5 separate regions of the Mus musculus genome follow, and regions 2, 3, 4 and 5 are each linked to region 1. Evidence: chromatin contacts called from public HiChIP or PLAC-seq and promoter capture Hi-C data. All regions are on one chromosome and are shown on one strand. The core of a region is the stretch at or near the end of the contact, and the rest is flanking DNA. Distances in the headings are between cores, read along the strand shown.

Evidence for each region. Promoter capture Hi-C pulls out the DNA fragments that hold promoters and counts their contacts. HiChIP or PLAC-seq counts read pairs in DNA pulled down with a chosen protein or histone mark.
Region 2: a contact with region 1 is called in a promoter capture Hi-C map of neutrophils, with 2.1 times the contacts expected there. The contact joins the promoter of Gp9 here to the promoter of Ruvbl1 in region 1. A contact is called at or near these places in 6 of 39 promoter capture datasets (hippocampal neurons, liver, neutrophils and 2 more) and 3 of 115 datasets of contacts at active chromatin or transcription factors (bone marrow-derived macrophages, double positive thymocytes and pancreatic cancer cells).
Region 3: a promoter capture Hi-C map of the SN4741 cell line shows a contact between it and region 1, with 4 times the contacts expected there. The contact joins the promoter of Isy1 here to the promoter of Ruvbl1 in region 1. A contact is called at or near these places in 10 of 39 promoter capture datasets (the HPC-7 cell line, the SN4741 cell line, cranial neural crest and 5 more) and 5 of 115 datasets of contacts at active chromatin or transcription factors (double positive thymocytes, extraembryonic endoderm stem cells, memory CD8 T cells and 2 more).
Region 4: a promoter capture Hi-C map of hematopoietic stem and progenitor cells shows a contact between it and region 1, with 2.8 times the contacts expected there. The contact joins the enhancer-like site here to the promoter of Ruvbl1 in region 1. A contact is called at or near these places in 9 of 39 promoter capture datasets (the C10 cell line, the HPC-7 cell line, cranial neural crest and 5 more) and 4 of 115 datasets of contacts at active chromatin or transcription factors (bone marrow-derived macrophages, extraembryonic endoderm stem cells, pancreatic cancer cells and 1 more).
Region 5: a contact with region 1 is called in an H3K4me3 HiChIP or PLAC-seq map of bone marrow-derived macrophages, with 9 times the contacts expected there. The contact joins the promoter of Copg1 here to the promoter of Ruvbl1 in region 1. A contact is called at or near these places in 1 of 39 promoter capture datasets (embryonic stem cells), 1 of 484 Hi-C or Micro-C datasets (B cells), 5 of 115 datasets of contacts at active chromatin or transcription factors (astrocytes, bone marrow-derived macrophages, extraembryonic endoderm stem cells and 2 more) and 1 of 9 other capture datasets (adipose tissue).

The regions. Positions count from the first base shown.
Region 1 is chr6:88,462,979-88,467,780 of GRCm38.p6, forward strand. It overlaps Ruvbl1 (RuvB-like protein 1), which reads left to right and starts at 2,431. Exons shown (of 11, transcript NM_019685.3): 1 at 2,431-2,690; 2 at 4,588-4,674. The coding sequence starts at 2,550.
Region 2 is chr6:87,775,667-87,780,468 of GRCm38.p6, forward strand. Gp9 (glycoprotein 9 (platelet)) reads left to right here and starts at 2,404. Exons shown (of 2, transcript NM_018762.2): 1 at 2,404-2,510; 2 at 3,327-4,096. The coding sequence starts at 3,339. The coding sequence ends at 3,872.
Region 3 is chr6:87,836,510-87,841,311 of GRCm38.p6, forward strand. Isy1 (ISY1 splicing factor homolog) reads right to left here and starts at 2,250. Exons shown (of 11, transcript NM_133934.4): 1 at 2,135-2,250. The coding sequence starts at 2,137.
Region 4 is chr6:87,867,219-87,872,020 of GRCm38.p6, forward strand. No RefSeq gene overlaps it. Among named protein-coding and RNA genes, the nearest start is that of Copg1, 18 kb to the right of the region's middle. Within about 2 kb of position 1,918, at least 152 of the 459 cell types and tissues checked have an H3K27ac peak or open chromatin away from gene starts, as enhancers often do. A contact at or near this core is called in the HPC-7 cell line, bone marrow-derived macrophages, hematopoietic stem and progenitor cells and 1 more, where this site is marked.
Region 5 is chr6:87,886,050-87,890,851 of GRCm38.p6, forward strand. Copg1 (coatomer protein complex, subunit gamma 1) reads left to right here and starts at 1,891. Exons shown (of 24, transcript NM_017477.2): 1 at 1,891-2,023; 2 at 3,022-3,074; 3 at 3,608-3,688; 4 at 3,907-3,978; 5 at 4,141-4,220. The coding sequence starts at 1,987.

The DNA of each region.
Region 1 (4,802 bases), core at 1,181-3,680:
GACCAAGAGGCTTACACCTTCAGTTCTGAGAGCCAGGGGCCTGTTGCTCCAGGCTGTAGAAGCCAGAGGCTTCCAGCTCTGGGTACTCAGGTTGGCAGCTCATCACTCTTGGTTTAAATTACCTGTGGCCCCTGTACATAGCAACTGTTGTTATACACAGCTTCTAGCAGGAAGTGATGCCTGCTAGCTTTACAGTTTCTAAGTAGGTCAAGTGTTGGGACCCTCAACTCTTACAGTGTCTGGTGTAATAAATGTTGACCCTTAAAACTTAAAGCTCCAGGCTGGAGAGATGGCTCAGCGGTTTAGAGCACTGACTGCTCTTCTGAAGGTCCTGAGTTCAAATCCCAGCAACCACATGGTGGCTCACAACCATCACAAACATCAGTACAGCTACAATGTACTCATATACATTAGATAGATAGATAGATAGATAGATAGATAGATAGATAGATAGATAGACAGATCCATCTTAAAAAAGAACTTAAAGATCCCTGGGCTGGAGAGATGACTCTGCAGTTAGAAGCACTGGTGTTCTTACAGAGGACTCAAATTCAAATCCCAACACGCATATGGTGGCTCACAACCATGAGTAACTTCAGTTCTAGAGGATCTGACATCCTCTTCTGATGTCCTTAGGCACTGCCTGGTATATTTATACTTGCAGGAAAAACACCCACACAGATAAATAAAATAATAAAATAAAAAGACTTGCCAGGCAGTGGTGGCACATGCCTTTAATCCCAGCACTTGGAAGGCAGAGGCAGGAGGACTTCTGAGTTCGAGGCCAGCCTGGTCTACAGCGTGAGTTCCAGGACAGCCAGGGCTACACAGAGAAATCCTGTCTTGAAAAACCAAAAATAAAAATAAAAATAAATTTAAAAAATTTAAAAAGACTTGGCACTCCTTGGAACTTGTCTAGCAATCCCTGCCTCTGGCTTCTCTGCTGCCAGTCACATGCCATTTCTGCTTCCAGTCTAGAAACTCTCTATTTTTACTCTGTCTTTATTTTACTCTAGAACTCTCTAGCTGCCTTTCATCACAGTCTTCACTGCTACAGTCTCTAGGCTTGTCTTCTTCATATTACCGGCTCAGCCCACAATACTATTAATATAGGTGGAAAGACTGAGAAATCAAACAATGGGCCTAAAGTTGCACCACAGCTACACATTGCACAGCACAGGAAGGTGTCTCCTGGCTGACTTAAAAGTGAGGAAAGTGAGGGACACAGGAGGCAGAGGCAGGTGGATTTCTGAGTTTGAGGCCAGTCTGGTCTACAGAGTGAGTTCCAGGACACCCAGGGCTATACAGAGAAACACTGTCTCGAGAAAAAAAAAGTGAGGGACACCTGCTTAGAGAGCCAGAATGTTGAGAGAGTAAGCAAGAGTGTTTGCCGTCCTTAGTATAGCCCTTCTTGAAAATGAAGCATTAAATTTGGACTATGGCAAGGTGGATTGTGAAAACAAACTACCATATTTGCACCAATATCAGAGCCGTTGATTATTCAAATGAAGGACCATAGTTTCACCATTCACAGGCAGCTTTTGTTCACCTACCTGGAGACTTGCACCCACTCCAGACTGATGAAAATATCTGGTCAGAGTATGGTGGTAGCACCTTTAATGCCAGCAACTCAGGAGGCAGAGACAGGTGGGGGCCCTGGAGTTTTAGGCCAGGCAAGGCTACACAAACACATCTTCTCTTTTCCTTCCTTCCTTTTTTTCCTTTAAGGGTTTTTTTTTTTTTTTGTTTGTTTGTTTGTTTGTTTTTTTTTTTTTTTTTCCGAGACAGGGTTTCTCTGTATAGCCCTGGCTGTCCTGGAACTCACTCTGTAGACCAGGCTGGCCTCGAACTCAGAAATCTGCCTGCCTCTGCCTCCCGAGTGCTGGGATTAAAGGCGTGCGCCACCACCGCCGAGTTTCTTTAAGGTTCTTATTGGGCATATGATGACCAGAATTATGGCATGAAGTGTTTGAAAAGTTTTGGCTGGAATAGTGCCTTCAGGATCTAGTGTATTCTGGAAAAAAAAAAATGGGAGCAGTGGGGCATTCTCTGGGTGTCTAAATAATTCGGTGAGCACTGGAGAAGTTTGGGCAGCTGCTTTGCTGATGATTCTCTCAGGACATCCAAGCACCTGGAAAAGATTTAACATCTGTCAGTGAAGAAGTTAACTCACCCTGGCACAAATATGTTATTCTAAAGAAAAAAAATAGGCATTAAAAGAGGCATTTATAATTAAAAACCTGTCATTCACATTAATAGTGCTTAAGTACTTAAGCAGTTCTCAGTCAAATGTGGCCAGGGCAGGAAATGTTTGCCCTGGGGGAACTTATCCTGTGACACAGACGGAAGTTACTGGGCGAAACTCAGCAGCCGTGACCAGCGTAGCTTTTAGCCAATAGAAAGCGAAGCCTTCTCGCCTCCCCCAATGACATATTGATAGGGGCGGGTCCAGGAGAGCGGCCTAGTAACGGCCGCGTGGTAACCCAGGCGCCTGGCGTGCGGTAGTTCCTACCACTCCACGCAGGTTGTGTTCCTAGACACTCGGCAAAATGAAGATTGAGGAGGTGAAGAGCACCACGAAGACGCAGCGCATCGCCTCCCACAGCCACGTGAAGGGTCTGGGGCTGGACGAGAGCGGCCTAGCCAAGCAGGCGGCTTCGGGTCTCGTGGGCCAGGAGAACGCGAGAGAGGTGGGCGTGGGGCTTGTGCGCGAGGTGTGGGCGGCGGGACCAGGATCCACTAAGATCTAAGAAGTAAGGATCACACTAGCGAGCAAAGGCTGCATCCTTTGCGGGTCACGGCACGCAAATTAGACCTCACCGGAAACGCAGTGGAAGGCTGTGCGGTTAAGTATAGAATTGACTACGTTTTCAGAGTTGATATGGGTTCTTTGGGCCTGGGAGCTGATCTGTTAAGTGGAGCGGTGAGGACTGTCTGATCTATTCCCCATCCAAGCACTCCAGCTTTTCCAGGTCAGTCTTCCTAAAGTCATGCCAGGTCTTTCTATCGGTTCTGTTTTGCACATGAAGAAGTTAAAGGTGGGTTAGGCCGCTTAACCACCTGCCAGTTTAGCAGTAATGAGGCTGGTATCTCCCTCCCCCTAACCCCCATCAAATCAGTATTCTTCCCATTTCTTCAGCCTCCTCCACTCTGAACTCTGCAGAGGTTCAGTGTCTACAAAAACTTGCTTTTTTACATGTGGTGAAGACTGCTTTCTCAGCCTCTTGCACACAGAAAGTGCCAGCAGCAAAGAGCATCATCTATCCAAAAAGGGAAATGTTTGACCCTAGCATGCTTGCATCTTTTCTTGCAAGCAGGTAGTAGCAGTTTAATGCTTTCTATTGGCCAGGCAGCTTTGAGTCTATTGTTTCTTATTTCATTTCTGTCCATGTGACATTTCTGTGTATGTGACTTCAGAGGCTGCTCTAGACCTGCATCTGCACCCACACCAGCAGCCTCTGGTACTCCATATCTTATCCTTCCTATTCTTTGAATGTTAGCCGGTATTTATTTTTGTTTGTTTTCACGACAGTCTCACTATGTAGCTCTGGCTGTCCTGGGACTCTGTAGACCAGACTGGCCTTGAGTTCACAGGGATCCGACTGCCTCTGCCTCCTGAGTGCTAAGATTAAAGGTGTGGGCCATTACACCTGGCTTCCTTAGCTGATATTTCTTTGTTTCTTTTCCTGTTTGACAAAATGTGCGCAAATGCAGTGCAGTCATGTGACTGCCATGGTGCTCTGGTAGAGGTCAGAGGTTCTTTCCTTCCACTGTGGGATCCAGGGATTGAACTCAGGTCCTCAGGTTTACACTACAAGTGCTTTTCACCCACTGAACCATCTCACCAGCCCTTGCCAATTCTTTTATTGGGTGGATTCATAGCATACATACCCTTTTTGTTTAGATAATGTTGCTGTAGTCAAACTGGCCTGGAATGCACAGCCCTGCAGACTCTGTTAAGTACTAGGTCTGTGCTGGTCCCTGCTTGCCTCAACCTCCCCTTTTCCATTCTGTTCACTATACTTTGGCTGCTGCAGCATGTTGTCGCTTAGACATACCAAACTTATGCTTTGGTTATTTTGAGTTTGCAATTTTTGTCTGAAATGTAGATTTCTTTTTCTTTTTCTTTTTTTTTCAAGACAGGGATTCCCTGTATAGCCCTGGCTGTCCTAGAACTTACTCTGTAGACCAGGCTGGCCTCAAACTCAGAAATCTGCCTGCTGCTGCCTCCCAAGTGCTGGGATTAAAGGCATGTGTCACTACTGCCCGGCTGAAATGTAGACTTCTGCCCAGGGCTTCAAATGTTACATACAATGTATGAGAAAGTCCCCCTCCACCCCCACCCCACCCCCAGCCCTCGGTAGCCACTCAGCGTCTCATTACCCTTCTCTCTTCGTGGCAGCAACTATACGGTGTGAGCTGGAGCACGTGGCTTTGCTACCTCACCTCCACCGCTCCACTCCACAGCACAGCACTGGTATCACAGCTGTCTCGTGTCAAAAGAGTGTGCGAGCTGTGTGGACCAAGCCCTGAGCTGGTTCCACCATTATGCATTTAAGACTGACTGTTTCTTTCTGTTTTGTGCAGGCATGTGGCGTCATTGTAGAATTAATCAAAAGCAAGAAAATGGCTGGAAGAGCTGTCTTGTTGGCGGGGCCTCCTGGAACTGGCAAGGTGTTCATTCATTTTCTCTTTCTCTTTTTTAAGCTACCCAAGACATTGATATTGATGTTTAAGCTCCATTGAATTCATGTCTTAACTAGTCTCTGTCTAGCTGGAATAGTTAAATGAATGGTTTAAAA
Region 2 (4,802 bases), core at 1,154-3,653, 690 kb before region 1:
GCAGAGGCAGAGGCAGAGGCAGAGGCAGAGGCAGAGGCAGAGGCAGAGGCAGAGGCAGAGGCAGAGGCAGAGGCAGAGGCAGATCTCTAAATTCAAGGCCAGCTTGATCTACAGAGTAAGATCCAGGCAGCCAGGGCTGCACAGAGAAACCCTGACTCCAAGGGGGGCAGGGTGGGGTGGGGAACAAGGACCTGTCTAACAGCTCTTGGCAGTTTTTATTATTTGTAAATAACATTAAAAGAATATTTACTCTTGCATCTTGTGATGGCTAAACCACAGTTCTAACAGCGTTGAACAGTCCTTGTTTGTAACTCTAACTGCTCAGCCACAGTTTCAGAGCCCCAGGGACAAGGAACCCTCCGATCATCTCAGCACCACAAAGGCCCTGTGCAAACCAGATAAGAGGAGTCCTTAAGGATGCCACGCCCACACAGCAGTGCTGAGCCTCCAAGACAGGTGCTGTGGATGTGGCTTTAGTCACAGTGGAAACTGGAGAGTCCAGGAGAGAATGGGCTCTGGATGACCTATTTTGCCAAGAAAAAAAATACTTATCTATGGCTGTCCATATGGCTCTGGGACCCCAAACCCAGGCCCTTGCACATTAGGCAAGAGTTCTATGGTGAGTTGTACGCTTAACACCAGCCCCCACAGGCATTCTTACTTTATGTTGGGGTTGGAGACATTTTTTTAATTTTCTTCTTCCTATTCTTTTGAACATTTTCCTGTAAGAAAAATAATTTGTGGAGTATTTTTTTTTGTTGTTTTTGCTGCTGCCGTTGCTGTTGCTGCTGCAACTGTTATTGCTAAAAATAAGGAAGTCTTAGGAACCTGAACAGGCCTGGTCAGGAGCACAGCCTGGGCGCTGTAGACCCCCATTCACCCAGGGACTCTGGCCCCACCTTGAGGAAAAACCAGCTACCCTGAAGATGGGCAGATCCGTGAAGATTCCTGATGCCCAAGGCTCTACCATAAAGGGAAGAAACACTCACAGAGGCTGAGGCCAATCAGGGGCAGAGTCCTCACAAGAGTATGAAGGTAGGTTCCAGGCAGGTAGGACTCAGGGGCCAGAGGGGACCCAGCCAGCCCTGGGGAACCAGAGCTCACCCAGTGAGAGTTCTGTATATATGCAGCCCCTATTCTGAGAGCAGAAGTGGACAGATGCTGCAAAGAGAGCATGGGGCTTCAATAGGTCCTGCCACCAGCCTGGTCCAAAGGCCTGTCTGTCTACAGGGGAGGGCAGCAGCTGGCCTGCGAAAGTGGGAGAGGACTGTGTAAGAGAAGGAGGAGGTGCTGTCCACCTCTGCCCTGACCTGGGCCCATATGACTTCTCCATGAAGAGTGCACAGGGATCCAGCAGCAGACCATGTTGGTGGCCTCTGTCCTACTGACACAATATCAGCCTCTGTCCCTGTGCCTTAGATGGTGGCACTGCTGCTCCCTGCCTCAGTTTCCCTCTCCAACTCTACACCCGCCTGAATCTCTCCAGATCAAGGAGCCAGGATACTTTTATTGTGTCTGTTGATCTTGGCCAACACCAGCCGTGACCACAGGGTTGATCAGGGGTCTCTCACTCTCCCCAGTGGTCCATCTTTCCTCCCACAGTCCCAGGAGCCCCAGCTCCTGGACATGTTACTTCAGCCCAGGCTTCACCAGTGGCCCCCGTTCTGTGCCCATGAACTCTGTCATCTGCTAAAAATCCATTGATTTGGTTAATATTCACAACTGTGGGGGTTTTATGATTTGTTTAAAAAAATGCAGATTTGAATTTTAATTGCATAATGATTCTATTTCACCATTAGGTCCGATTTTGATTAATAGCTTGTAATACCAAAACCATTCATTAAACTGAAATGGGAGTGAAAACAGACATCATGCTCAAGTGGAAGAGGCTATAAAAGTAACATGAGATAAATTAGTCTCCTGTCTCCGAGAGGCTCAGCCCTGCAAACCTGCAACTCCGTGAGAAACAGGAAAGAGAGGGGCCCAACAGGTGCAAAAGGCACCATGGAGAGAAAGGAGCCTCCCTCAGCATCTTTAGAGAGAGGGAGGACTATAAATAGACATTCACACCACACCTGGGGAGGTAAAAGCATCAGGACCATCGCCTGAATCTACAAAGGAAAACTCACAGCCAGCCATCACTCTCCTCCTCCTCCTCCTCCGGGAAGTCCTCCCCAACTACTAGCACCAGGCAAGGGACACCTTGATTGGCCCACAGACCCATCACACAAGACCACAGGCTGCTTGAGGTACAGAGGTACCCCTCCCTTAAGGTGGGGTTGGTCTACAGTTCTATGTCCAAGGCCCTAGGACTCTGGGTGCCTCCTGGCCCTGACAGGCCCTCGGGGCTGTCTTTAGGGGATAAGCCAGGCTATTTTCACCATTTCCTTCCTCCTGTCAGGCAGCAGCCACACTGCCAGCTCACACAGCTCACACACACCACCACCACCGCAGCCTTGAACAGGATGGTACCAGCCCACAAAAGGTGTGCCCCAGCCAAGGCCTCACAGGTAAGCAGTCTCCTTATTTTCAGCATGACCTCCTGCCTGGTGTCCACTCCAGCTGAGCTGGCAGAAAGAGAGGGGACACGTCTGTCTCTCCCTGGACGATCTCTGCTAAAAGACAGAAAGTGGGGGATCATTTGCTCTAAGTTGTTAACCAGCAACTTGGCTGAATGAAGATTCAGAAGTCATTCAGTGAACACCCCCAGAAGCCTGCTCTGAGGTGGGTCCTGGTAGGAGAGCAGACAAAGGAAACGGCCCTTAGCCCTAAGCCAGGAGAAAGGGCTGCAAGCCAGGCAGACCCACATGGCCATGAGACACTTTCCTGACTCTGGACTTTGCCATGGACTTCTGGGTGAGCCTAGGCAAGTATTTTCCCTCTCTAAGCTTCCCATTCCCAGTTCTGGGCCTTAGCCTAGACAAGTGGCTTTCAAGACAGGTCTATGAGTTCCCCATCAGTGCTGCTGCCCTGCGAGCCCTAAAGGTTTTTTTGAATCAGGCATCATGGGAGAGTGGACACGGTGCTGAACGCATTCCCTGGCCTGACTCCCAGCCCAGGCAAAGGACTGGGTACAGCCCAGAAAGACATTTCCTGTTCTCTGTGGCCAGGGACGAAGACTGGAGTCCCTTAGCAGTCCCCTGTTTCCCTATCTGAGCAGAGGCTTGGATCTCTGCCAGAGACCAAGAAGGCCCTGCTCCTCTCTACCACTCTTCCTGGGCTGTACCCAACACGCTGCTGAGGCCTGGAGAAAAAGTGTAGACCCTGTCCAGCATAGGTATCCTGGCACAGGCTGACAAGCGTTAATCTCATTGCTCTGCCCACAGCCTGCCTCCTGGATGACTACCTGGGGCCTCCTGTTTCTGCTCTGGCCTGCGACCACAGATACTCAGGCTTGCCCCAGGCCCTGTACCTGCCAGTCCTTGGAAACCATGGGGTTAAAGGTGAACTGTGAGGGGCAAGGCCTCACAGCCCTGCCCGTGATACCAGCGCACACTCGCCAGCTCCTGCTGGCCAACAATAGCCTGCGTTCAGTGCCACCAGGTGCCTTCGACCACTTGCCTCAGCTGTGGGACCTGGATGTGACACACAACCCCTGGCACTGTGACTGCAGCCTCACCTACCTGCGCCTCTGGCTGGAGGACCACATGCCCGAGGCCCTAATGCATGTGTACTGTGCCAGCCCTGACTTGGCCACCAGGCGCCCGCTGGGCCAGCTGACAGGTTATGAGCTGGGCAGCTGTGGCTGGAAGCTGCCACCATCCTGGGCCTATCCAGGGGTGTGGTGGGATGTGTCACTAGTGGCTGTGGCTGTGCTGGGCCTGATTCTGCTGGCTGGTCTATTGAACACATTTACAGAGTCCAGGAACTGAGCCTAGCCCATAAAACCAGGGAGAGCCCAGGTCCCCAGAAGCATCAGCCCCAGTCAGCCCATGCCATCAAAAGCCCACAGGGGGCAGGCTGAGGCCGCCTCATGGGCAAAGACACTTGCTGTCCAGTCTAAAGACCTGGGTTTTATCCCCAGGAGAGACCTAAATCTCACCTCCACAGCCTTGCCGTGCACACACACAAATAAATAAATGTAATTTTAAAAGACAATAAACCCTCTACACAGCCTTTATATGACCTCAAAATAGATATTTTCTTAAGTCTGGCTTCTTCTAGAAACCTGGGTTCATTCTGACTTAACCCAGCACTGAGGCTACTCTCTCCTGGAGGCTTCCCACTCAGTCATACAAATCCTGTAATCTCTGGACATCCTGAGCCAGGCCCTGGGACCAGCTCTCAGGCCTCTGCTGGCAGCCTCCCCACACGGGCCTTCAGCTCCCATCCAGGCTCCGCACAAGTTCACTGGGCAGAGCAGTGAGTGGGGCAGAGTGAACTAGAGATCAGGGGGTGAGGGGCATCTTCATGGCGCTTTTCCCCAATTGGTGTCTGAGCTTCTTTGCAGCATGGGAGGCATGGAGTGGGGGGGGGGGGCTCCCTGCTTCTCCCCTGATCTCTTTCCTCTTCTTCCTCTCTACCTGTTTCTTTGTGCAAAAGAGAAAACAATTCTTCCCAAAATGCTGGCACCAGTCTTGGTCCAAAACAGGGCTCCAAAGCCTTGGTCCCATCCTGCAGTAATTATCAGACTTGTATCCTAGGGATGATCTCTCTCTCTCTCTCTCTCTCTCTCTCTCTCTCTCTCTCTCTCTCTCTCCTCCTTCCCTCTCCCTCTCTCTCTCAGAACTTGTAGAAGTTCCATACTTATCTATGAGCTAAGAACCATGCCAGTCGCGGTGGGCATGTGAGTTAGGTTCCAC
Region 3 (4,802 bases), core at 1,000-3,499, 630 kb before region 1:
GATGGTATTTGTGAATGGATCTAGCTAATACTGCTGATCTGTGTAAACTAAAATGCTGATATCCTGACAATGAAAATTAGATTTGCTCCAAAGAACTATTTCTCAACAGGTACACATCCTCCTCTGCTCTGTTAATCTTTCCTTTCCACTGCCTCTGATGGATGATGGACTAGAAGGGACATTAAAACATTTAAGAACCCTCATTAAAAATAGGTTGTAAAAAATCTAAACCTACCATTGGTTGGTTTCTGGCTTTTTGAGACAGCATATTCTGTGTAGCCCTGGCTGTCCTGAGACTTGCTCTGTAGACTAGACTGTCTTTGAAGTTAAAGATTGGCCACCTCTGGCTCCCGATCTTTGGGATTAAAGGCATGTGCCGCTGCCATCACCAGGCTGGTTTTTATTTTTTAAAATCATACACATGTGCAGAATGTACTGTGATCATATCTATTAACCTCTCTGACCCCTCTCTCACTCCTGATACGATAACGTATGCACCACCATACACCACTCTAACCAGAAAACAGCCTAGTTGTCTGTCTGCTGCCAGTGGCTATCAGAGGAGAGCATCAAGACTGGCTTTTGCAAAGTGATGTTCATTTAAGTGCTGCCGCAGCAGTGTTAAGTCAATGGTCCCTAAATGTTACACAGGATCAGGAAGAGAACAGTTTTTTTCAGTTGGATTGTGAACTACACAGAAAGCGCACCTGCTGAATTTGGAACTAGAGATTTTGCTCCTAGCTCTTCCTCTCACCATCACTGAGACGTGGTCTCACCAAAATCTAAGTTTCCCTTCACAGCACATATTGTAGCTTTTATCTTGCAACGTTATGATGACTTACTCAGATAAACGCATGAAGTCAAGCAGAAACAGACACACAGTCTAGAGAGTCAGCAAGATGAGTTTAATTTAACTTGCCCTTCAGATTGCCCCTTCCAATCAACTCTGAAAGGAACCTGGCCAGTGGAAGGTGGATATATGAACATGACATCAATACAGGACACACCCTCCTTCAGAAGTAGCTGTTCAAGACCACTGTTTCCTCTCCTTTTTAGGTTTCTGTTCTCAACAGTCTGTAGTGTCCAAAACATCCTCTGTAAGCATTCCATGGCTTCCTTAAATGTTTATGCATCTGTTTTATTTAACAGGAGTATGTATCTGTTTGCCCCTATGTATGTGTAAATACCACCCCGCCCAAAGTGTATTAATGTTTTTTTTCTACTTAGTATTATAAAGCACAGACTGACAAGAAGGCCTATATATTTGAATGTGTCCATATTTTGCACGTGGTTATGCATATACTTACACCTGATCCTTAAACATAATTTGGTATATGCATATAGATAAATATCTACCAAAATGGGCTGGTTTTGTAGATAAGACTATACAGATTTCAAAGACATCAATAAATCTCAGAAGTATGAAAGCCACTCCGTATACTTTTAAGGGGATTTTTACCTTTAATTTTTTAATATTTTTTGTATGTGTATGAGTGCTTTGCATGTATGCATGTAAGTGCACCACATGAGTGTCTAGTGTCACTTAACAAGTGGGTGTTGGATCCCCTAAAACTAGAGTTTTGGATGATTGTAAGCAACCATGTGGGTGCTGGGAACCAAAGTGAAGTGGTTTTTGATCACTGGGCCATCTCTCGAGGTCCACGGACACTTTACTTTGAAATTACTACAGTAACTGCGCCTCTTTGAACCAACACTGTGTCTGATCTCATACTTCCATATTAAACGCTTCTTGAGTGAATGAAACCGAGAATCACAACCTCTCAACAGATCAGCCCATCCTATTCATTCACTCACGGTTATGTCACACACGTCTAGAGAATGTCAGATTCTGTCCTCGGTTTCAGGCAAGCAAAGGCGTGGAGACCCTGCCCTTTAAAAGGTCCTATCCGTGGAACCTGAGAACGCCCGGGCCGTTCAGTCTCTACGCATAATGTGCTTCACCCAGACTGAACCACCAAGACGCAATACAGCTCCCAAACTCAGTTTTCTTGCCATTTCTTACAGCTACGCCAGGTGGGAAAAGAATCCCGGCATAGGCCAGGGAGCCCGAGGCCGCACACTGGCCCAGACCTCGGGTCCCCCGTGAGCCCCATCCCTTCCCCAACGCACTCACCATGGTGCCGGCGAGGGCGCCCTGGCGCCGCTCTGCAACGCAACGTGCTCAGGCGCCCGGAACAAGGCAGGCAGACGCGGGAACGGAAAACAGCGGACAGTCTGGTCTTTTTGTCGGAAGACTAAATGGAAAGGACCGGAAATTAAGGACCGGAAGCGAGGGAGGGAGGACGAGGGAGGGGAGAGAATTGCAGTGGAGCTTCGGTAGGCGGCTTCCCGCCGACGCGTGTCCAGTGCGTCATCCCGCGCCTAAGTCAGCAAGACTACGCTTGCGCGGCAGGAATGTGTGCGTCATTTGTCGTTTGGTTTCGTTCTGCTGGTAACTGCGGTCAAAGATTCGCCTGCCTCTGCCCTTCCTGAGTCTTCTATGACAGCAGATGACCTTTTTGAAAATGACTGCACCTCTCTGAATGCACTGAGTGTTCATAGCCCCTAGGGACCCTGCGTGGAGTTCTGTCACCTGCCTGGACCCGCCAGGCGCAGGCACTGGGGCAAACCATAGCCATTGGGGCGAACCTGTCTTCCTGGGAGGCTTCTTCACCGCTGCCTGCCATTTACCTGGAGCTGAACAGTGACTGAGACTATGATCGTCCTCCTTTTAAGAAACGTGTATAATTATCATTATTCTTTATTAAAGGTGGCTGTTTCCATGAAACTGACAGATGTGATCGTGAAAGAAACATTTAAGCCAAGGAATCAGCTCTCTCTCCACACATTCCCAGAAGGCAGAGACCACATCTTTTAAAATACAGAGATGCGGTGGTGGCGAACGCCTTTAATCCTAGCACTCAGGAGGCAGTGGCAGGCGGATTTCTGAGTTCGAGGCCAGCCTGGTCTACAAAGTGAGTTCCAGGACAGCCAGGGCTACACAGAGAAACCCTGTCTCGAAAAAACAAATTAATTAATTAATTAAAATAAAATACAGAGATAAGGCCAGGCTTGTTGGCTAATGCCTTCAATCCCAGCATTTTGATGGCAAAAGAGGCCAGTTTCTGTGAACTGGTGGACACCCTGGTCTTCATAGAGAGGAAATCCAGGCGAGCCGGGGGTGCATAGTGAGAACTTGCCTCAAAAACTAAAGAAAAAGGCAGCTTGGATCCCAAGACTCAGAAGGCAGGCATATCTTTGAAGTTTGAAGCTAGTCTACAAAGTTAAGTTCCAGGATAGCCACACGAAACGACTCGAAAAACAAAAACGTAATGAGAAGAAAATGAAATACGGAGTAAGGTCCAGAGAAGAAAAAGCTACCTGGAGCAAGTGGGAAGTTAGAGACTACGTGAGTCACTTAGCAGAGATGGATTCTGGAAATGGTGGTGGGCTCTCCCACTGAGTCAACACTAAGGAGAGTACCCTGTCATAGTCCATGCAAGAATGTTACCACCGTGCATATAAGACCAAATTAGAGTCCCTTATTAGTTGGCAACTAGTGGGCAGGCTCTTGTCCCAAAGCACACTGCATCAAAGCTCAGGTATACGGCATTTATTGAGCTAAAAACCAGTGACATTTGCAGTCAGATGTAGGTGACAGGAACCAGAATATTTGTTTTGGTATGCATTTGGCAGACGTTTTTGGCTGTACATCTCAGCCATGGTCAGCTCACTATATCGGCTTTCCAAGATCTCAGCAGAGGCGTGAACTAGTAGTTCAGGATCAAACAGGTTCTGACAGATACTTTAGAACATATATGTAAGTGGGCAGCCGGTCACCCAACTAGATTCTGTGTCCCCCACTTCTTCCAAATAGGTTGTGGGGATGTAACCAAATGATTGTCGGTGGTGCTTTGGGTCAGGAGCCCCAAGAATTTTTGCCTTAACTCTTAATTTCTGCATTGCTAAAGCACTGATATTTCACATTCAGAGATTTGTGGAGTTCTGACCTTTTCTGGCTGGGGGGAGGGGGAGCCAATGGAAATGAAGTCAGAGATGAGCATTCCTCTACTTCCCATGAAATGAAAGAACACTAGGTTAAATGCCTAGCACATTAAAAACAAACCCCAGCCCTCTCCATTTCCCACCCCCTTCCTTATTCTGAGAGATGACCCTAATCAGGAACCACCAGCTTAGGCTGAGAACTGGCAGTATCATGAGCAGTCGAGAGCCCACTGCCAGGCCCAGGCCAATTCTCTCTAAATTTAAGGAGAGGAATTTTTGAATTTGAATGGTTTTGGCCATTGTCTTAAAATATTTTATTCCAAACAATGGTCATTCTTCACATTAAGACATGGGGGGGGTGTCACTAGGTTGTTCTGCTGGCCTGTGTAGCTCAGGTTAGCCTCAAGCTAAAGACATGTGTCTTGATACCCGACTTCTAAGACTTATTTTCATCCAGGATCTCAAGTAGCCCAGGCTGGCTTGGAACTTGCCTTGTAGCTGAAAATGGTGCCTTAAACTCTGATCTTCCTGATTGCCGGGTGTTGGCATTACAGGTGTGCAGCCACACCTTGGATAAAAACCCACAAAGCTTTTAGGTTTTGGGTTTTTTTTTTTTTTTTAAGGTCTTGTTATCCATCTTAGGCTGATGTGGAACTCTATGTTAATACTGTTTCAACCTCCCAATGTTGCAACTACAGGTGTATTCCACTACACCCAGCTCACAGTTCAAATGAGGGGAGTGTTTACTAGCAAGTCTGATGACCTTAGTTTGATGTTGGAATTTACACGTAAGAGAA
Region 4 (4,802 bases), core at 668-3,167, 600 kb before region 1:
GCAGGGCCAGTGCCCACTGTCCCCGGCCACTGTCCCTCATACTGCCTTTGCAAGGATGAACCTTTGGACAAGGGACCTCAAAGCTTGCTCTATTGCCGGAGATAGTGGAGAGCCTCAGAGAATCATTTTGTTTTCTTTGCCAACAGGGAATAAAAAAGTATGCTGAGTCAGAGGAACTATAAACATTGAATCCTTTTAGACATTTTACTTTATCTGGGCTCTCAGACAGCAAGCCAGAGTTCTAGAGCTGTGCTTCTGAGAAATAAACGGGAATGAGTCAGCAAAATCCCTATGCAGATTACTTTAGGCTTCCAGACCCAGATAAACCAATTTTATTGTATTGTATCAATTTTTTAAAAATCATATTTATCTTATGGGGGATTAGATGTATGGCCCAGTGTGGAGTTAGCAGTTTGAGGACAGCTGTTGTTCTTGTGTGCTTTGGTCTGGACAGATGGCTGTAGTGAAGAGCAAGTGTTCTTCCAGAGGACCCTGAGTTCACATCCCAGCACTCCCATTGGGCAGCTCACTGCTACAAGTAAACCTGGTTCCATCGGACCCAACACCCTCTTTTAGCCTCCCAGGGCACCTGGACTCACATGCACAAATCCACATGGAGACATACACACATATATATAATTTTTAAAAATACAAGAAAAAAAATTAAAAGTATATACTAGTAGGTACCAGGAATTTTGTAGGTTTTATGAAATGGCACGTGTAAAATATTGTTTTATTCTTGTACTCTATTTTAACATTCTAATATATGTTTTTATGTATTTTCTAAATACAGTATTTTAGTCCCCTTTACTGCTGTAACTAAACTAATGTATAAACCACAACTACTGTTGCCTCTGGAAGAAACTTAAGAGATTATCCCTAAATTAAAAAGAAAAAAGAAACTTCCAATGGGCTCAGAACTTCCAGTGAGCCTGGCACTCCAAAAACATAGGCTGAAAGATTATGAGTCTAAGACCAGCCCTCCATAGATAGCAAGACTTTGTCACAATAAATACATAAAAAAATGGACATGTTGACTCCTGCCTGTAATCAAGAGTTCAAGTCCATGATAGGCTACAGAGCAAAGTTAGGGCAGCCTGTATTACACAGGGCCTTGTCCTGATAAGTTAAAACGAGGGCCTGGCCTGGTATTTATGAAGCCAAGGACTGTCCTCAATACTAATAAACTGCATGGTGCCACATGCCCATAATCTTAATTCCAACCCCCCAAGAGACGGAGGCAGGAGGTCATCTTTACCTACACAGAGAGTTTAAGCAAATGTGCAGGAGAGAAGCACAAGTTCAAGGCCATTGTGAGTTTCAGACCAGCCTGGCAGGACATAGTAAGGCCCTATACAAACAAGCAAAAACAAGCAAACAAACAGCTAGCTTAGAATTGGCAAATCCACAGAAGCAAAGTAAGTAGAGATTACCAGGTGGTATAGGGAAGGGAAGAGAGAGCCATTTTCCCTTTGGAATGTTGGAAACAACGATCATTGCATGTATTGCAATTTATGTAATCAGTGTTACTGAGCTGAACGTGTAAAAAATGATTTAAGAAATACAAAAGGAAGGTCTGAGGTGGCAAAATGGTTAAAACGTGTCATAATAGTTGGCCAACAAGACAAAAGAGAAAGGGGTCCACACTTCTATGGCCCCACAGCGTCACAGAGCTGAAACGCACATCCCTGTAACTGACCAGCCCGATGCAAGCTCCCTCCACCCTCCCAGACTCTTCCCTCAGGAGCTGCCTCTTCAGATCCTTCCTCTTCCAGCTCTTCCAGCTGCTGGGCCCATCTTGGCCTGAGGCCGAGCTGCTGGCCCAGCTCCACAAGCCTCTCTGGTTTCCTCCATGACTCATTCCCTTCTCTTAGTGGCCCAGTAGTCTCTGCCACGCACAGCCCTAACCTGCCCTGTCATCCTGAGCTCTGAGTCACCTGGCTCCAGCAGGACTTTCTGCTCAGACATTAGATGGACCAAGAGAAAGAGAAAGGACCTTGGGAAAATAAGAAGCACCCTCAGAAAATGTGCACCGCTCTTCATGAAACTGCCAGGGGGCTAGCCAGGGGGTGTGCCATCTGCTAAGGGCAGGAACTCTTGGGGCCCCTCTCTGGACATGCTTCCTCTTCTATAAGATAAGTGCTCACGCTGAGATCTCCAGGGGTGTTTTCCGTTCAGGGATTTTAAATAAAGATTCCAGGAGGCCATGGGTGTTCTCGCTTTGGTTTGGTGCTGGGGTCTGAACCAATGGTTTCTCCTATGCTAAGTGCACACTTTAACCACTGAGTCACAGTCCAGTCAGGGGTCCACAGTTTTGGACTAAGCATCTCCAACAGACCAAGCCAAAAAAAAAAAAAAAAAAAAAAATCAGAATGGAACCACTCACAGTAAAGTTCCAGTTACCAAGTGAAACCCATAGGTTTATCTGACTTTCTGAGAAATTAGCATTAGCGAGATAACACAGGATTTCCTGACAGACAGCATCAGTCAGAGCAGTAATGATGCTCCCCCTGCCTCCATCCTCACACAGGAGTAACCCGGACGGTAACTCACTCATCCATCGGCTCCCCATTGCTCTGTCACAAGAACGGAGCTGAAATCACCAGTCCATTTTGGGGGTTGTTTTTCTCTGCTGTCTTTGATCTGTTCATAAAACCAACTTCCTTCACTTGGACCACCACAAACTGACTGTGTTTTAGGGAGTGAAGCTTTGTTTGTTTTTATTTACCTTTTGTTTTGTTTTGTTTTTAAAGATGTATTTATTTATTATATGTAAGTACATTGTAGCTCTCTTCAGACACTCCAGAAGAGGGAGTCAGATCTTGTTACAGATGGTTGTGAGCCACCATGTGGTTGCTGGGATTTGAACTCCGGACCTTCAGAAGAGCAGTCGGGTGCTCTTACCCACTGAGCCATCTCACCAGCCCCTACCTTTTGTTTTAAGGCAGGGTCTCATACAGCCCAGTCTGGCTTCGAGTTCCTGATCCTCCAGTCTCCATCTCCCACATGCTGGGGTAGGAGATGCACACCACCATGCCTGCTTTCGAAGGCTATTGCTGCTGCTGCTGCTGCTGCTGCTGCTGCTGCTGCTGCTGCTGCTGCTGCTGCTGCTGCTATGAGATCTTGAATCCGGAGCCCTGTCCATCCTACAAGTGCTTTACCACTGAGCTTCATCGCCAGCCCGCATTTTACTTTTTGTGGCTGGATCTCATTAAATGACCTAAGCTGGCCTTGAACTCTAGGCCAGCACAGGCTACAGATGACCTAATTTCAAAAGAAAGAAAGAAAAGGAGTGGAGGAGAGTCCTCATGTGAATTGTTGACAGTGGGGAAACTTAAGAAAAAAAAAAAATGTTTTCCCCCAGTTCTGGGTACAGGTCCTTATCAGTGTAAACACACAGGTCGTGCCTCAGACACTGTGAGGGTAAACATGTCTTCTCAGTATAACATACAGGCTCCATACAAGCATGGTCCTGATCCACAGTATGACCAGAGTGCAGAAATCACACCTATAACTGATAGGCTAGGCTTATTAGATTGCAAGTGCCCTAGGCAAATTGGGCTCAAAGATGGACACACTGTCCCCTAAAATTCTCCTAACCCTTTATTTATTTATTTATTTATTTATTTATTTAATGTATTGAGTACACTGTATCTCATTCCATCCCAAAGATTTACTTATTACTATACATAAGTACACTGTAGCTGACTTCAGACACATCAGAAGAGGGCGTCAGATCTCATTACAGATGGTTGTGAGCCACCATGTGGTTGCTGGGATTTGAACTCAGGACCTTCAGAAGAACAGTCAGTGCTCTTAACTGCTGAGCCATCTCACCAGCCCCCAATTCTCCTAACCCTTAAAGGTTGACAGAGTTTCTCACTAAGGGATCTTGGTCTCCCCCTGTTGATTCCAGTCTTCAGTGAGCCGACTGTTAAGGGGCTGCAGTAGGAACATTTGACATAATACCCACCTAGAAATGTTGGTACTCTACAGTGTGATTGTCCTTTGAGACAGGGTCTCAGTAACCTAGACTCTGTCTCTGTCTTGTTCTTTCTCTTTCTCTCTTTCTCTCTCCTCCCTCTCCTCCTCCCTTTAGTTTTTCCGAGACAGACAGAGTTTCTCTGTGTATCCGTGTATCCTGGCTGTCCTGGAATTTGCTCTGTAGACTAGGCCAACCTTGAACTGACAAAGAACCACCTGTCTTTGCCTCCAAAGTGCAGGGATTAAAGGCGTGTGCCACCACGCCCAGTTCAAGGATCCCAGACTCTGGATCCTTCTGCCTTAGTCCCTGGAGTGCTGGTAATACGTGTCAACCATTATATATTATTTACACAGGAAAGACAAAAGAAAAGTAGAAAACACATAGATTGTGCTCTTCACGCTGTTATTACTCTTCACTTCGGCAGATGGAATTAGAATTGGGGAGATGGGCTGGTGAGATGGCTCAGCAGTTAAGAGCACTGACTGCTCTTCTGAAGGTCCTGAGTTCAAATCCCAGCAACCACATGGTGGCTCACAACCACCTGTAATGAGATCTGATGCCCTCTTCTGGTGTGTCTGAAGTCAGCTACGGTGTACTTATGTATAATAATAAATAAATCTTAAAAAAAGAAAAGAATTCGGGAGATGGAGTCAGAATTGACTTTCATCTAGGTTCAGATTATACTGCTTGTAACGATTCCTTTTATTTATTTATGAATCTCATTTGTGGCTTTTTGTTTGTTTGTTTGTTTGTTTGTTTTCCAAGAGAGGGGGTTTCTCTTTGTAACAGCCCCGGCTGTCCTGGACCTTGCTTCGTA
Region 5 (4,802 bases), core at 641-3,140, 580 kb before region 1:
ACTGCTGCAATCGATGCTCTTCTAACTCTAACTTTTGGTTTTGTTCCCTGCATGTTGCATTCTTGGGGACTGTATGTGTTATGATTCAGTTTATGTCTTTTCCTGGGGAAAATTATGAATTATGTCTGAGTCTTTAAGAAAAATCCTAAAATTAACTTTATTTGGAAGTCTTCCTTATGCCCTGGAGATCATTAACCACAGATAAGCACATAGCTCCATGAGGCCATTACTCCAGGAATCGGCTTGGGGTATCGGCCCCTGAGCAAACTCACGAAGGATAACTGATGGAGGGCAAACAGACAATTGATGAACTCTGTCCAAAATAGATTACAGATTCAATGTCTCTTTTTTATTATAGGCTTAAAGCTCTCTGAAAATGGAGTTTAAAGACAGGGAGTCATACAGGGCATACCCCTGGAGGAATAAACTCAGTAAACAATTTATATTGACTAAAATAAACATTTTCTACTATGTTTATCATGTTTAATCATGTTTTACATGATAAAACATATAATGAAGTTAGATAGTCATCTTTGCAGCTCATAAAAAGACCAATTCAGATATTTCCTGTTTGTCTGGAGTGCTTTAAAACTGCAAACACTGCCAGCCTACAAGCAGCCTGCCACATAGTAAGTGTGTTTGTTTTGGAGGAGACAGTCTTTAGATTCTTTAAATTGGTGTTATAGGGCAGATAATAAGAATAAAATCTGTTGTTTATATTTTCTATTTGTAACTGAGCTTTTAACCCTGGTTATGTAATGATAAGTCAGACATATTTTGTACTACTGGATAATCATTAGCTTGTCTTTGTTCTGTGAAACTTGTGTAAATAAAGACGCTCTTGGTTGCTAGTCAGTCAGAGCAACAGAAATGGCCTGATCTCTAATAAGTAAGTCAGAGTTACAGAAATGGCCTGATTGCTATCAAGTCAGAGCTGCTAAATTCCCCTAACTATCTGGCTTGGCTTGCCTCACCCTCTCCCCTTGCCTAATACTCATCTTCTCTGTGGGCCAATTTGTCAGCAACAATATTTGAATTCCTTGTCAAACCACAAGTTTTATAGTATTTGGTAGAAAAGACTCATTTAATAATTTTCACAACTGAACCTGGCCCTCAGACTTGGCAGCAAGCACCTTAACTTAGCGGCTGAGCCATCTCATTGGCTCTATTTTTTGAGGTGGAAGTCATGTAGGTCTGGTGCAGGGGGATGGCCTTGAACTTCTCATCCTCCTTTCTCTGCCTCATGAGTGTTGAAATTACTCGCTATGTCCAGTTATATCTCAATGTTAAAGCACAAATGTACATAACTCTATTCATTGCCTTACAAAGCTAGACTCGGATGGAATCGGTTCCTTGGCTAGCAACAGATGCCCTTTTCCCTCTCACCACCATCTCTGTCATGGTGACTCCTCTGGCCTCAATCCTTGGGGCCAGTGAACTTGTTTGAGAGCAGCTTCCCAATAAATTTGCCCTTAAAATATTCTAACCTGACTTGAATTGGCTCATTTTACCGGTGGCGGAAAAATAACCTATTAGTGAGACTTACTTCCGGAAAATGACAATAAAGAGTAGCAGGGAACATGTATGGGGTCAGCGTGCTGCATGCAACCCTCCCATCAGAATGCCCTTTAAATTCAGCCAGGGGTAACTGCAAACACAGCAGCCACAGGACCACAAGGGGGCGCAGAAGCGGAGCACCCGCAACCGCAGGTCTAGGCTCCGCCTCCAGTGTCTAGCCACGCCCACTTTCCTGGGTCTCACCCCTCCCCTTCCGCCCTCTTCCACCTAGGTTTTGGCAATCTCCGGACAGGCAATGAAAAAGGTGGGCGCAGTTGTGCGCAGGCGCAGACAACAGAGTGCGCAGGCGCAGTCCATAGTGCAGTGCTCAGGGCGACGTGGCGGGCGGGAGTACGGAAGCCGCAGGGAGAAGCTGTTCTCACCGCTACTCTGAGCATCTTCCTGCTGCGTGGAGCTACCGCTGACACCATGTTGAAGAAATTCGACAAGAAGGACGAGGAGTCTGGTGAGGGCCCCTTGAAAGACCTGGGGAGGTCAGATCCTCGTAGGGGTTCATGGGACCTTCCTTGGCTTCCTTCTTCCGGGCCTCTGTCAGAGCCAGATCCGAGGCCCAAGAGGGGCAGGGGCTTGTGCGCAGGTCCATCTATATCTGTTCTCGGAGGAAACGTGCTGTTTGCCCTCTCCAGCTCTGGCCAGGATTTCTGCGTGACCTTGTGCGGGTAACACTCCTCTCTGGGCCTCAGTTTCCCCATCTTGTCAGAGGAGGTTCCCAGGCTGGATGTTACCTTGCATTTCACCCGACCTCTTGGTATTTGCTGCGATAATTCTTTGCCTATCTGGGTGTAACCAGTCCTACAGTTAATAACCCTGACCGTTTCATTCATTCAATAAACTACAATTACTGAACATCAGGCACCTCACTGATCATAATATTACAGTAGCTAAAGCAAGTTCGATACTAGATGCCTGCAATAGGAATGTTAGGATGGAGAGCCCAGACAGTAACCAGATAATCGCATGCATAATTTTTTAATGTAATATCTGCTGTCAGGGAAACTCAGTCACAGGTTAGTTAGTGTTGGTTGTCTCCGACACATAGATTCATTTAAGTTCTGGTTGCATAGATCAGTGCCAATTATTGAACCCTAAAATGCTCAGAAAGAATGCTTAGGTGACTGTGAGAGAGCCTTGACGGCCTCTGGTAGATGATAGAGACTTCCTTCTCTCTTCCTCGTGTTTGGCAGGTTTAGGGTCACAGTTCGGGGCTGTAACTCAGTTGATAGAGTGCTTGCTTAGCTTGGGTGAAGCCCTGTGTATGATCCACAGTACCATGTAAACCAGGAGGCCGAGGCGGGAAGATCAGATGCACAAGAGCCGACCTCTGCTACATTTTGAGTTAAAGGCTAGCATGCGATACATGAGAGTCTGTGTCAGCACAGGAAAAAGGAGAAAAGCAGTTCATTCAAGATCACAACCGTAATCAGTCTTCTCTGTGCACTGCAGGTGGAGGCTCCAACCCCCTCCAGCACCTGGAGAAGAGTGCCGTACTCCAAGAGGCAAGTGCCACCATGCCTGTGTCTGGTCAGGAATACCTGCCAGCCCTGCTGTCAGATACTAACATACATGGAGTGCTGGTTTATAAAGCCTGGGTCCAGGAAGATGGGACTTTATTCATTGTATTTGCTAGTGTGGCTAGTATTAGGGCAGCCCAAGGGAAGACTTCTGGTATGGTTAGTAGATAAATTAAGAAAAATAAACTCTTGGGAGCTGGACAGATGGCTCAGCGGTTAAGAGCACTGGCTGCTTATTCTTCCAGAGGTCCTGAGTTCAATTCCCAGCAACCACATGGTGGCTCACAACCATCTGTAATAGGATCTGATGTCCTCTTCTGGTGTGTCTAAGACAGCGACAGTGTACTCGTATACTTAAATAAAATCTTAAATAAATAAATAAACTCTTCCCACTTGAGAATACATTTATGTGGACTGAGTTAATACGTACCCTATGGTTCTCTAGGCCCTTCATGAACTGAGGGGCAGCTGTGGTAGAAAAGTGTACTAGGCTAGAGGTAATGGTTGCTTCTTCACAGGCTCGGGTCTTTAACGAAACTCCCATCAATCCCCGGAAATGTGCTCACATCCTCACCAAGATCCTTTATCTCATAAACCAGGTAACAAGATGAACTTGGCAGGGAATACAGGGGAGGTTGTGTAAATGGAGATGTACCCTTACGCTTTTGACAGCTCTGTGATTGGAACCAACAGTCTAGGCCTGGGTCCTCTTAAGTTTCCGGCTCTCATTTGTTGCCTGTGCTCAAGTGCCTGCAGGCTCCAAAGGTCTAGCCTACTGACCTCCTGTCCAAACCTGTGGCTTTTCTGATTCCCACAGGGGGAGCACCTGGGGACCACGGAAGCAACTGAGGCTTTCTTTGCCATGACCAAGCTCTTCCAGTCCAATGATGTAAGTACACTGATGATCTGTGCGTTTCTGCAGATGTTGCACCCATGGCAGGGTGGCAGGAGGTCTGCCTGTCAGTATAGACTGCCGTCCACAGAATCAGGCTTCTCCTGACTCTAATCCTCTCCCACCAAGCTGATCAGGTCTTCTCCATGCCTTTTTCAGCCCACACTCCGCCGCATGTGCTATTTGACCATCAAGGAGATGTCCTGCATCGCTGAGGATGTCATCATTGTGACAAGCAGGCATGTCTTGGGCAGGGGTGGCTCCTCTGGTGGGATCCATTGACAGAGACAACATGTACAGCCAAGAGCCTTTTGACATCTGTTCTGTGCCCTTTCCTCTTAGCCCACCCTATGCCAGCCTCTAGAATGGTCTGCTTATTTCTCACTTCCTAGGCCTTGCCTTTCTTCTTCCTCCTTAGACAATACAACCAGCATGGAGCTTTCATAAGTCTTTAGATAGTGCTAAGGAAAAGAAAAACAGGGTGCAGGAAGTTAATGAGCAAGTCTATTAGCCAGTACTGGTTTCTGCGCTAGGCTGAGTAATTTAGGGACAGACGTCACGAATATATACTCCGTGTCCTGGAGAACTGAGAGTCACAGCTGGACCTGGTGCTGCACACTTGTTCTCCCAGCATTTGGGAGAAACAGGAGGATGGCTGCCAGTTTGAACCTGCCTGGGCTACATAGCAAGATGTCTCCAAAAAATGAAATAAAACAAAACCACACAACATCCCTGCCTCTTACCCAGTTCTTCTATTTCTTCTTGACATTGCTATCTGAGGAGAGGGACCATACAGCCAGAGTCAGGGGCATTGATATTTC